Regions from separate parts of the Mus musculus genome. Here region 1 is linked to region 2. Evidence: chromatin contacts called from public promoter capture Hi-C data. All regions are on one chromosome and are shown on one strand. The core of a region is the stretch at or near the end of the contact, and the rest is flanking DNA. Distances in the headings are between cores, read along the strand shown. Region 1 holds the start of Tmem86a (transmembrane protein 86A). Region 2 holds the start of Zfp428 (zinc finger protein 428).

Evidence for each region. Promoter capture Hi-C pulls out the DNA fragments that hold promoters and counts their contacts.
Region 1: a contact with region 2 is called in a promoter capture Hi-C map of second pharyngeal arch cranial neural crest. The contact joins the promoter of Tmem86a here to the promoter of Zfp428 in region 2. A contact is called at or near these places in 3 of 39 promoter capture datasets (cranial neural crest, embryonic stem cells and second pharyngeal arch cranial neural crest).

The regions. Positions count from the first base shown.
Region 1 is chr7:47,049,136-47,053,811 of GRCm38.p6, forward strand. Tmem86a (transmembrane protein 86A) reads left to right here and starts at 1,505. Exons shown (of 3, transcript NM_026436.3): 1 at 1,505-1,666; 2 at 3,715-3,979; 3 at 4,278-4,676. The coding sequence starts at 1,646.
Region 2 is chr7:24,504,353-24,509,191 of GRCm38.p6, forward strand. It overlaps Zfp428 (zinc finger protein 428), which reads left to right and starts at 2,735. Exons shown (of 3, transcript NM_146183.2): 1 at 2,735-3,084. Cadm4 (cell adhesion molecule 4) reads left to right here. Exons shown (of 9, transcript NM_153112.3): 9 at 1-181.

The DNA of each region.
Region 1 (4,676 bases), core at 255-2,754, about 23 Mb after region 2:
AATGTTCTTTCTGAGCAACACATTTGGTAATAGTGTATATGACAAAGCCTTGGGGGCAGCCATTCTCATTGCTCATTCAGATAATGTAGGTGAGAAGCTGCTAACTAGGAAAAAACATGAGTGTGCCTAGAGATTAGGCATGTGACTCCCCTCCCTCAAACCTTGACTCTCACCTTTTTTGGATGACATTTGGAATTTTCGGTTGTCAATACTGTCACTAGGAAAAGGGCTGTCCCTCTCTGAGGGGATGTCAGGTCGGTAGTTTAGGGACCAGGATGGCTGGGGAAGGCCTGGAGGGGGAAATGAAGAGAATGACCTCAGGAAGAGCTCACTGGAGAGTTCAGTATGTGTCTCTCCCTGGCCAGCACGAGGTTGGGGTCTAGTATACAGCCCTGTATCCCCATCTCAGGAGTGGCCAGCGTTCTTTGCCTTTCCAACCGCTGAAAGCTTTGTGTATATTACAGACCACATTCCTACCCTTTTGGATGTATTTGGAAACCTGCATCCCCATGTAGCCTGCTAGATAGACTTGTACTTCCCGAAACCAGGTACCTTTCCCCTTCTTCATCCTACACAACGTGTCTGGATTGAGCAGAGCCTTAGAGGTCACCCATGCATTTTACAGTTGAGGAAATCTAGGCTACAGAGGCAAAGGCTATGGAAGTGGCAAACACAGCCGCATTGCAGTCCATTTGACTCCTTGCCAATCCACCAAATTCTGAACACATACTTCTAAACATGCTTCAAACCACTAGTATTATAACCATTTTATTGTTTTTCTGGCAGCCAGTTTACACGCCTTTGGGTCTTTTGGTCACCGTTGCTGCAGCTGTGAGGGGTGTATGTTCAAGGCAACCTAGTGCCTGTAATTTGTTTACTCATTGCTGTTATGGGGTCCACATACAGGCTGCTGCTTGCTTTCATCGTGTCTTTCATGGTACGGTGAAGGATGATGGTCAACCCACAGCTCCCTTTCTGTAGCTTTATTTGTTTAGTGTACAAGTGTCCACGCGTGCTTAATGCTACTACGAGTCTATATAGTATATTGTGTGCCTGGATACATATCTCTTACCATGCTGAACGTTGAGTGTCTGTTGATCCTCTGTGTCCATTGGGACACATTGGGACATTGTCAAAGACATGTCTTAAAGGAATTGCATCCGCCTAGATGGTATGTTTAAAGGTTGACGAGAATCTGCCTTTGCTTTTTGTTCCGGTGTTAAGAGAAGATGCATCTCGCTGTGCTCCGGGTCAGTGGTGTGCCTGTCTCTTAGCCAGGCTGGCTATCCAACCTTGGGGGTCGCCGTCACGTTCCGGGATGCCCTGGCACGCCTCCCTAAGAGGCGTGGCCTGAAGGCCACGCCCACGCCCGGGGGTGGGAGGATCTCCTTTTCAACGCAGAAACAGAGGGAGCCCGGCCGGCGCCGCCAGCAGGGCTCCGCCCATACGAGGCTTCGGCCCGTTCATTGGCTGGGTCTGTGGTGACGTCGTCGGGTTCACAGACAGTACTCTGAGCGCCCAGCGCGCGGGAGGTATTGTGCTTCACCCCAGCTTTGTTCGGTCGTCTGCTCACCTGGCTCTGGGTGCGTCCTGGTGGTGCAACCCGGAGCGGGTGCCAGCAGCCGCAGCCGCAGCCGCCGCCGCCATGGTGTCTCCGGTCACTGTGGTGAGTGCGCGAGCGCGCGAGCCCGCGGCCAAGCCCCCCGGGCCTGGGACGAGGCAGCGGCAAGCCGGGCCGCCGAGGGGGGCGGAGGAAGGTGCTGTCCCCTCCGGGGAAGCGGCTGCTGTCACGGTTTTTAGCTCCTCACTCTTGTAGCGTCCCTCCTACGCGCGCCCCTCGTCTGCCCGCGGGAGGGAGGAAAACATTGTGCACGTGACTCGGAAGCGTGACTGTTGATCCATGAGTGTCTGGAGCGGGTCTGCAGGTCTTGGCCTGGAACTGGATGCTGCAGGCCCTAGGGTTCTGTGTGGTGGACCCTCAGGGAAGCATTCGAGAGGGTGCAGGGGGGTGCCGACTTCCTGGGAATGCCCCAAGTTTCTCTTAATATTGTAGGTGCAGGAGGTGACGCCTCTGTCTTAGTAACGCTGTTCAGGCGATAGGTGAAGGTGGACCTCTCTCTGTTGACCTGACCTCCTTTCCAGACTTTCTCAACTCCAGCCTTTGAGTTGTCTCTTCACACTTCTAAGGCTGGCTTCTCTGACTGTCATGATTTCACCACTTACTGCCAGTTTCTTCTAGGAAATATGGGTCTGGGGAGTAGGGGGAGGGGGAGCAAAGGTGATGTTTCTGAAGGCTGACAGGTGGAGCTGGGCATGCAAAGGTGATGTTTCTGAAGGCTGACAGGTGGAGCTGGGCATCCCTCCCCCCCCCCCCCCCCCCCGTTTCCTCCCTTTGGCCTTGCCCTCACTCTGACTATCCCTGATAAGGGAGTTTCCATGGGAAGGGAGTGTCAACTCTGCTCCCATCTCTAACCTCTGGAAAAACAAGAGCAGGCTTGTACTCTGGACCCACTATATGTCTCTTCTCTACCCTTTCCTAGTTGCATCAGGTACCTGGTTGCCAGGGGATCTAAGTGTCTTGTCCCTTCAGAGTCCTGTGTGGAGTGGCTTGCTCACACACAGTCAGAGCACTTTTGTTGGAGTATGGGTCTATAGGGAACCTCAACTGCTCCAATTCATGCTCAGAAACCCTGAACTTGCAGGCCAGGGGAAGGAGCTTCGGGAGACCACAGAACATCTGCAGAATCTCCTCCCCCTGCTCAGACTCTGCCTGCAGTGGCCTTGAGTAAAACCTTTCTTTAGCTGCCCTCCCCCTAATCCAGCTGAGACCCAGTCAGCTGGCCAACTTCCCCCTCTCAGTTCCCCATCTCCTCCCAGCCTGTCTGCTGGCTCCAGATCAGAAGCCCTCCCCACCCCCCTTCCTGTCTCTGGTGCCTCAAGTTGCTCTTGTTCTCTGGGAAAGAAATGGCCAACATCCCCTTTTCCTAGCCTGGAAACCTCTGGCCTTTCAAACACTGTTTCTTCTCCCAACACAGATCTAGTTCTCTTCCCAGCATCCCTAGCACCTCTCTTTGTCCTTGATGCCACCTTTAGTCTGACATAGGTAGAGTGGAAGGTCGGGGCGGGGGCAGGCAGGACAGAAAGCTTGTGGGGTGGAGGTACTGTCACCCCTACATTCCTGACACTCACCTGGTGTTGCCAGGGCTTTAAGCCCGAGTCCTGGCTCTAAAGCTTGGGTCATGAGTTGGCCAGTCAGTGCATTTCTGTGGTTTCCCTGTGACCTTACTCCAGTTCCACACAGCTGGGAGCTTAGGCTGACAGGGAGAGGTGGTAAGGGGTGCCTGGAGAAGGGGAGAGCAGAGAGCCAGGAGGGAACAGGGCTGGGCTGCAGAAAGGAGTATCCTAATCGGCACTGTTGGCTCAGTGAGTGACGACTCTGGCCAAGTTCCAGGACCTACAGTGGACCAGAGTGACTGGACAGTGGAGCCCTTGCCTGTCCTGGTAAATTGAGCCTCAGGGTGATAATGGCTTTCACATCCTGCTGGCTGCTTGGAGCCAGACAGGCTAGGTTTCTCTGTCAGAACTCTTTGTTCTCAGTGGTATAGGGCTGGGGTGTGCACTGCAGCCTTGGGGAAAGGTGTAAGATTTTTAGATCTCACTGTGGGCTTTTGTGCCCCTAACCTCTGAGTGTTGTCCTTGTTCTGTCTCCTCCAGGTGAAGAGCGAAGGACCCAAACTGGTGCCCTTCTTTAAGGCTACCTGTGTGTATTTTGTGCTCTGGCTGCCTTCATCCAGCCCATCGTGGGTCAGCGCCCTTATCAAGTGCCTGCCCATCTTTTGCCTCTGGCTTTTTCTTCTGGCTCATGGTGTTCGGTTTCTGCTGGCTCACCCCAGTGCCTCCCTCATCTTCGTGGGACTTGTCTTTTCTGCTGTGGGTGATGCCTTCCTCATCTGGCAGGACCACGGATACTTTGAACATGGTCAGTAGTTACAGGAATTGCCTGGGTGGGTACTTGGGGCTGGACGAAAAAGGGTCCTGGTTGGGGTAGGATGAGGCTGCAGAAGAGGGAACAGGGAGTTGGAGAGTTTCTGAGGCTGGGGACCAGTTCTGTAAAGGAGAGTGTGAGAGTGTGAGTTTAAAACTATGGCTGTTCTTACCCCCTCTTAGGCGCCCGGGGGAAAGCTGCTGGGTTATCCCCAGTCCCCTTCTCTCAAGCTCTCAAGTACTCTTTAGCCACAAACCTTCCTTTAGCAGTCTTTATCCTCTCGCCCTTTCAGGTCTCCTGATGTTTGCCGTGGCACACATCCTCTACGCCGCGGCCTTTGGCATGCGGCCACTGGCTCTGCGGACAGGCCTGGTGATCGGAGTGCTGTCAGGCCTGTGCTATGCCCTGCTCTACCCTGGCCTGTCAGGTGCTTTCACCTACCTGGTGGGGGTCTATGTGGCCCTCATCAGCTTCATGGGCTGGAGAGCTATGGCAGGGCTGCGGTTGGTTGGGGCAGCCTGGCGGTGGACAGAGCTGGCGGCCGGCGGTGGTGCTCTGCTCTTCATCCTCTCGGACCTGACCATCGCTCTCAACAAGTTCTGCTTCCCCGTGCCCTACTCCCGGGCACTGATCATGTCTACCTACTATGCTGCTCAGATGCTCATTGCCCTGTCAGCTGTCGAGAGCCGAG
Region 2 (4,839 bases), core at 1,485-3,984:
TAATATATTAAAAAATCAAAAATCTGTATGAAAATATCAGATTGCACCCCTCTCCCCCCATTACTGGCTTTTGCCCCTTTTTCTTGTTTAAAAAAAAAATGAAACACATTTTTGTACGGGGCGGGGAGGGGATAGGGAGGGGGTTTGGCAATCCCACTAACCACCATTAAACTGAGGAGAGAACAAGTATGGGGTGGCTGTGTGTCTGTCCCTCTGTCCGCCGCTGTACCGCTAGGAAGGGGGGGGGGGATGCAGGCGCTGGGGTGGAGCACCGTGGATGCTGATACACAGGAAGATGAAGGAGCCAGACCTCCGAGAGGCCAACCACCAGCCACTCTTCCTCAAAATCCCAGACTTGGGGGATTTTTTGGGGAGGGGGGCGGTGAGAGGCGTGGTGAGGATTTTGTTTGTTTGTTTCTTCGTTTTGAGACAGCATCTTATACTATAATACAGGCAGGTCTTGAACTCCGGTAACCCTTCTGCCTCAGCTTCTAAAAAGCTGGGGTTACAGGCTGATCCAACCACAGCCAGCAATTTGTGAATAAAACACACACACACACACACACAAACACAAAAGAGGCTTTTTTTTTTGTTTTGTTTTGTTTTGTTTTTTTCAGTTTAACAGGAATCTGAAATTTGATCCTGTTCTAGGCTTTAAGGGCTCAAGGTGAAAAGGTCACTGTACTCTGACCTTTGTGAAACTTTGATGAAGGAAACAGACGCATCTAGGCAGCAATGGGAACAGTTTCAGAGCCGGACGTGGTGGGATACACCTGGAAGCCCAGCACTCAGCGAGCAGAAGCTCAGGGCAGCCTGCTCTACAGAGCAAGTTCCAGGCCACTCCTAGCTACTTAGCAAGACTGCAAGACTGTGTGCCCCTACCCCCCAAGCAGAAAAGCTTAAAGCTTGCTTTAAATTGTAAAGAGGGCTCTTAATATTTATATGCTTAAAATCTTAAAATTCCAGCCTTCAAGGAGCTGAGGCAGGAGAGTGAGTTTGAGGACAGCCTGGGCTACACATTAGGCTCCTGTTTCAGAAAGAAAGGAAGGTGGGTCAATCAGTCTCCTGTGGTGGTGGCTTACACTTTTAATTCCCAGCACAAGAGGCAAGTGGATATCTGCAGCCAGCCTGGTCTACATAGTAAACTCCAGGCCAGGGTTAAGTAGTGAGACCCTGCCTGAATAAAATAAACACACACACACATACACACTCACGCACGCACACGCGTGCGGCGGTGGGGGGTTGGGTGGGTACTGTTTTATTTTGTTATGGAAATTTTCATGCAGAGTGAGGAGACTTAAAGAACTCCAAAGCCCCAGGCACCCTCCACCCCATTTCCACCCAGAGCGCTGCATTTATTGAGACCAGTGCTGTGTCAATTTCCCTAAATCACTCAATCTGCAGGAGCTGTATCATCAAGGAAGGCCCTTCGGATTGGCATCAATACCAGGAGAGAGTGAGCTCGGAGCAGCAGGGACAAAGGGTTTTCCCGATGAATCGAAAGGCAAGATCAAAGCCTGAGACAGCAAAGGGATTACTGTGTTTGAAGTGCTGGGGATATGGACCAGATAAAACGGTGGGTGGGTCCAGAAGAGGCGTCAGGGACACAAGTTTGACTGGGAGACCAGGTGTGGGAGGTGCATACCTGCCACCCCAGCCTTTGGGAAGCTGAGGCAGGAGAACTGCAGGGAGTTGACGAAAACCACCCGGAGCTAGAGTGAGTTCCAGAATACACAAGGAGACTCTCAGAAACAAAGCAAAACACAACTATTCCTTTTCTGTGGTGTAATGGGACTCTAGAGTTTTAAATTGCTAGTGATAAAAGCATTCGGGAAGGAGAGGGCTGTAGGGATGGCTACAAATAGTCAGCATGAAGTTATGGCCCTTTAAAATTACCCACAGGAGCTGGGCTGGCTGCCATATGCCTGTAATCTCAACATTCAAGAGGTAGCGTTCAAGGTCATTTTCTTCGACCCAGGTGTTGGAGGCTAGCCTGAGCTACATGAGACTCTGCCTCAAAAAAGAAAAAAAAAAGAAAGAAAAGAAAGAAAAACAAAAAAAGAAATAAAAAAGCAAACACCTATAGCAGACTTTCTAATTGTGCTCCACGGAAAAGCTGCCTTGACTCCCTCTAAGAATGCAAGCACTACTTTGCCTCTGGAAATTTGCATCAGCTATTCCCTCTGCTTTTTGGCATTCTACTTGGCTCCAGTTCAGACCTGGCTTAAAAATCAGCCCTTGGAAGCCCTTGCAGAACCTCGAGCTGGGGCAGGCGTTTCTGGCATCCACGGCCTCCTGCCGTCTACCTCTCTCTCTTCCAGGTCTTGACAGTTCTAAGTATTTGTCTAATCAAATGTGGTTCGTTTTCCTTAGACTGGGGGTTCAGATCTCTCGCAACGCAGAAACCACGTGCTGTCCAGGAATTTATCCTAGGTGACAGGGACGTGAACGGGGTCCCAGACCTTCGGTAGTTTCGGGACAAGGTTGCCAGCCCACCACGATTAAGTCTGCAGTCCCCTACACGCATGCGCTTTATTTTTCCAGGTGCCCCCCCCCTCCCCATCCATATGCTAATCACTGCGCTCTGAAGAACAGCCTCTCCCGGGAATATGCAAATCACATCCTCCAGTGCGGGAGGCCTTCCTTTGTCCCGCGCTAGGATTATGCAAATGAGCGAGCCTCCAGCCCGGGGGATCCGGGCCGAGTATTTAGGCCCCCACTCTCCCCCCTCATTCCAAGGCATCCACTATTTATAAGGCGCGTTCGCTCTACCGCGCACGCACGCACGCGCGATTCTTAAAGCTTCTTCACCCTTCGGGCCGCAGACTGTACCAAGTCTAGCGGGGCCGTGAGCGGCAGAGCCCGCCACCCCCGCCGGCGTGAGCTCTACAGCCTTCGCCATCCTCTGAGCCCCTCTTCCCATCGACCTCCGGGAATGGTCCATCTGACCGCGCACGCGCCCCTCGCTCGCCCCTCGCTCGTTCGCCCGTTCGCTCGCCCGCTCGCCTAGCCTCCCGAAACGCAGGCGCAGTGCCCGGGCGTGCAGCCGCCACCGCCGAGCCTGATCCGGGGCCGCCGGCGTCGGTGAGTGTCCGAGCTTGGGGGGGGCCGCGGGGCATGCTGGGAAGCGGGCGATACAGCCCCGCTGCATGACGGGAGCCCGCGGCCGCTTGGCCGAGTGACCGGCCCGGGAGTCCCTTGCTTTCCCCAGCACGCGGCTCGGGACCCAGCACAGCTTCGCCTCGAGGCATTGTGGGAGCCCGTGGGCCAGGCGTTCTGGGCCTGGGGCATTCTGGGAAGGGCCTGGGCTCCTGGAGGGGACTTTTTTTTTTTTTTTTTTTTTTTTTTTCGTCGCACACGCCTTCTGTGAGAAGCCCCGGGGCAAGGAGCGTTTGGGTGCCTGGTGGTCGTTAAAGGCCCGAGGCATCGTGGGACGCTGTCACGGGGCATTGTGGGAGCTGATCTTTATTGTTTGGTACCGGGGTTTGTCCGAGTCCCAGTCCTACCTAGCGTTGTGCGGAAAGGTATCTATTGTGTTCACTCACGCACTGTGAGGCGTATGTGTGGGTGGGGTCCTGGCCACTCTGCTTTTGAGGGAACTGAGGCATACGGTTTCATGTAGCTGGGTTTTGGACCCACAATATCGCGGAGTACAACCTAGAATTTATAATTTACCAAGTGCTGAGTTCGCAGAGGTGCATCACCACGCCCAGCTGGCTTCCACCTGTCCTAATGCTTCCACTTGATATCCGGAACGTTCTGGAAGAAGCTTTATATAATGTGGGTTTGGAGAGGGATGGCTGTCCCCAAGTAAACCCCCAAGAAAAGTCCTAACAATCCTTGCTGTGATGGTCAAGTAGAATAATAGTTAAAGCCCAGTGTGGTGTCACGCGCCTATAATTCCTGCTGGGGCAGGAGGATTCGCTATTCTAGACCTGTTTTTTTTTTTTTTTTTTTTTTCCTTTTGGGGAGGGCATCAGATCTCAAAAAAAGAAGGGGGAGTGGGTTTATGGAATGGCTAATCCTAGGTATTGTTGCATGGAACACATATATTAAATATTTAAAATAGAAACAACCAGTTGTCCTCAGTTTTTCTTTGCTGAATGGTGCGAGTTTTTCCAAAAATAATGTATTACTACAGAATTAGAGGGGCCCAACATCTGATGATTAATCATGAGAGCTCTTCCTTGCCAGTCACTATTTCTCGGTCCTTCAAAGGCCTGATCCAGTATCTAGGTGTCTTTAGTAAATTCCCTATCCAATGATGCCACCTCCTCCTCTTGCTCCAGCCGCATTCCTCCAACAGCAAATTTGACATTTGGGCTTTGAACAGTGTGCTTTCTACCATTGTTTGTGCCCCCAGGCCCTAAATTCAGGCTTTGCCATATTATTAGTGTCCATATCTATTGTCCCCAGAACCTGGGAAGCTGAAGTTGGAGGATTGCAAGTTCAAGGCCAGCCTGGACTGTATAGTAAGAGTCTAAAGGAGAGTGGAAACCGTATTGTTTTTAGTCCTACACTGCCTGGTCTTGCAAGGTCCTGTCACAATGCAGTAGGAGGAAGAAACGTGTGCATTGAGAGAAACAGGAATTATGGGAGCCAAGGAGCAATGTGGATGGTTATAGGTGAGCTTTGCAAGGGTGAAAATAAACACTCTGGATCCACAAAGAGGAAGGAGAAAATTCCAGATGGGAAATGGAGGAGAATGAACTAGGACTGCCCTTCTCTGGCTATAAAAGGCCTTTATGTGGCCCTGCCCCCAACCCCACCAGAAGCCTGGAGAGTTGAGCAAAGGAGTAGAGTCTATGAGATCTCTTCCTTCCTTCCTTCCTTCCTTCC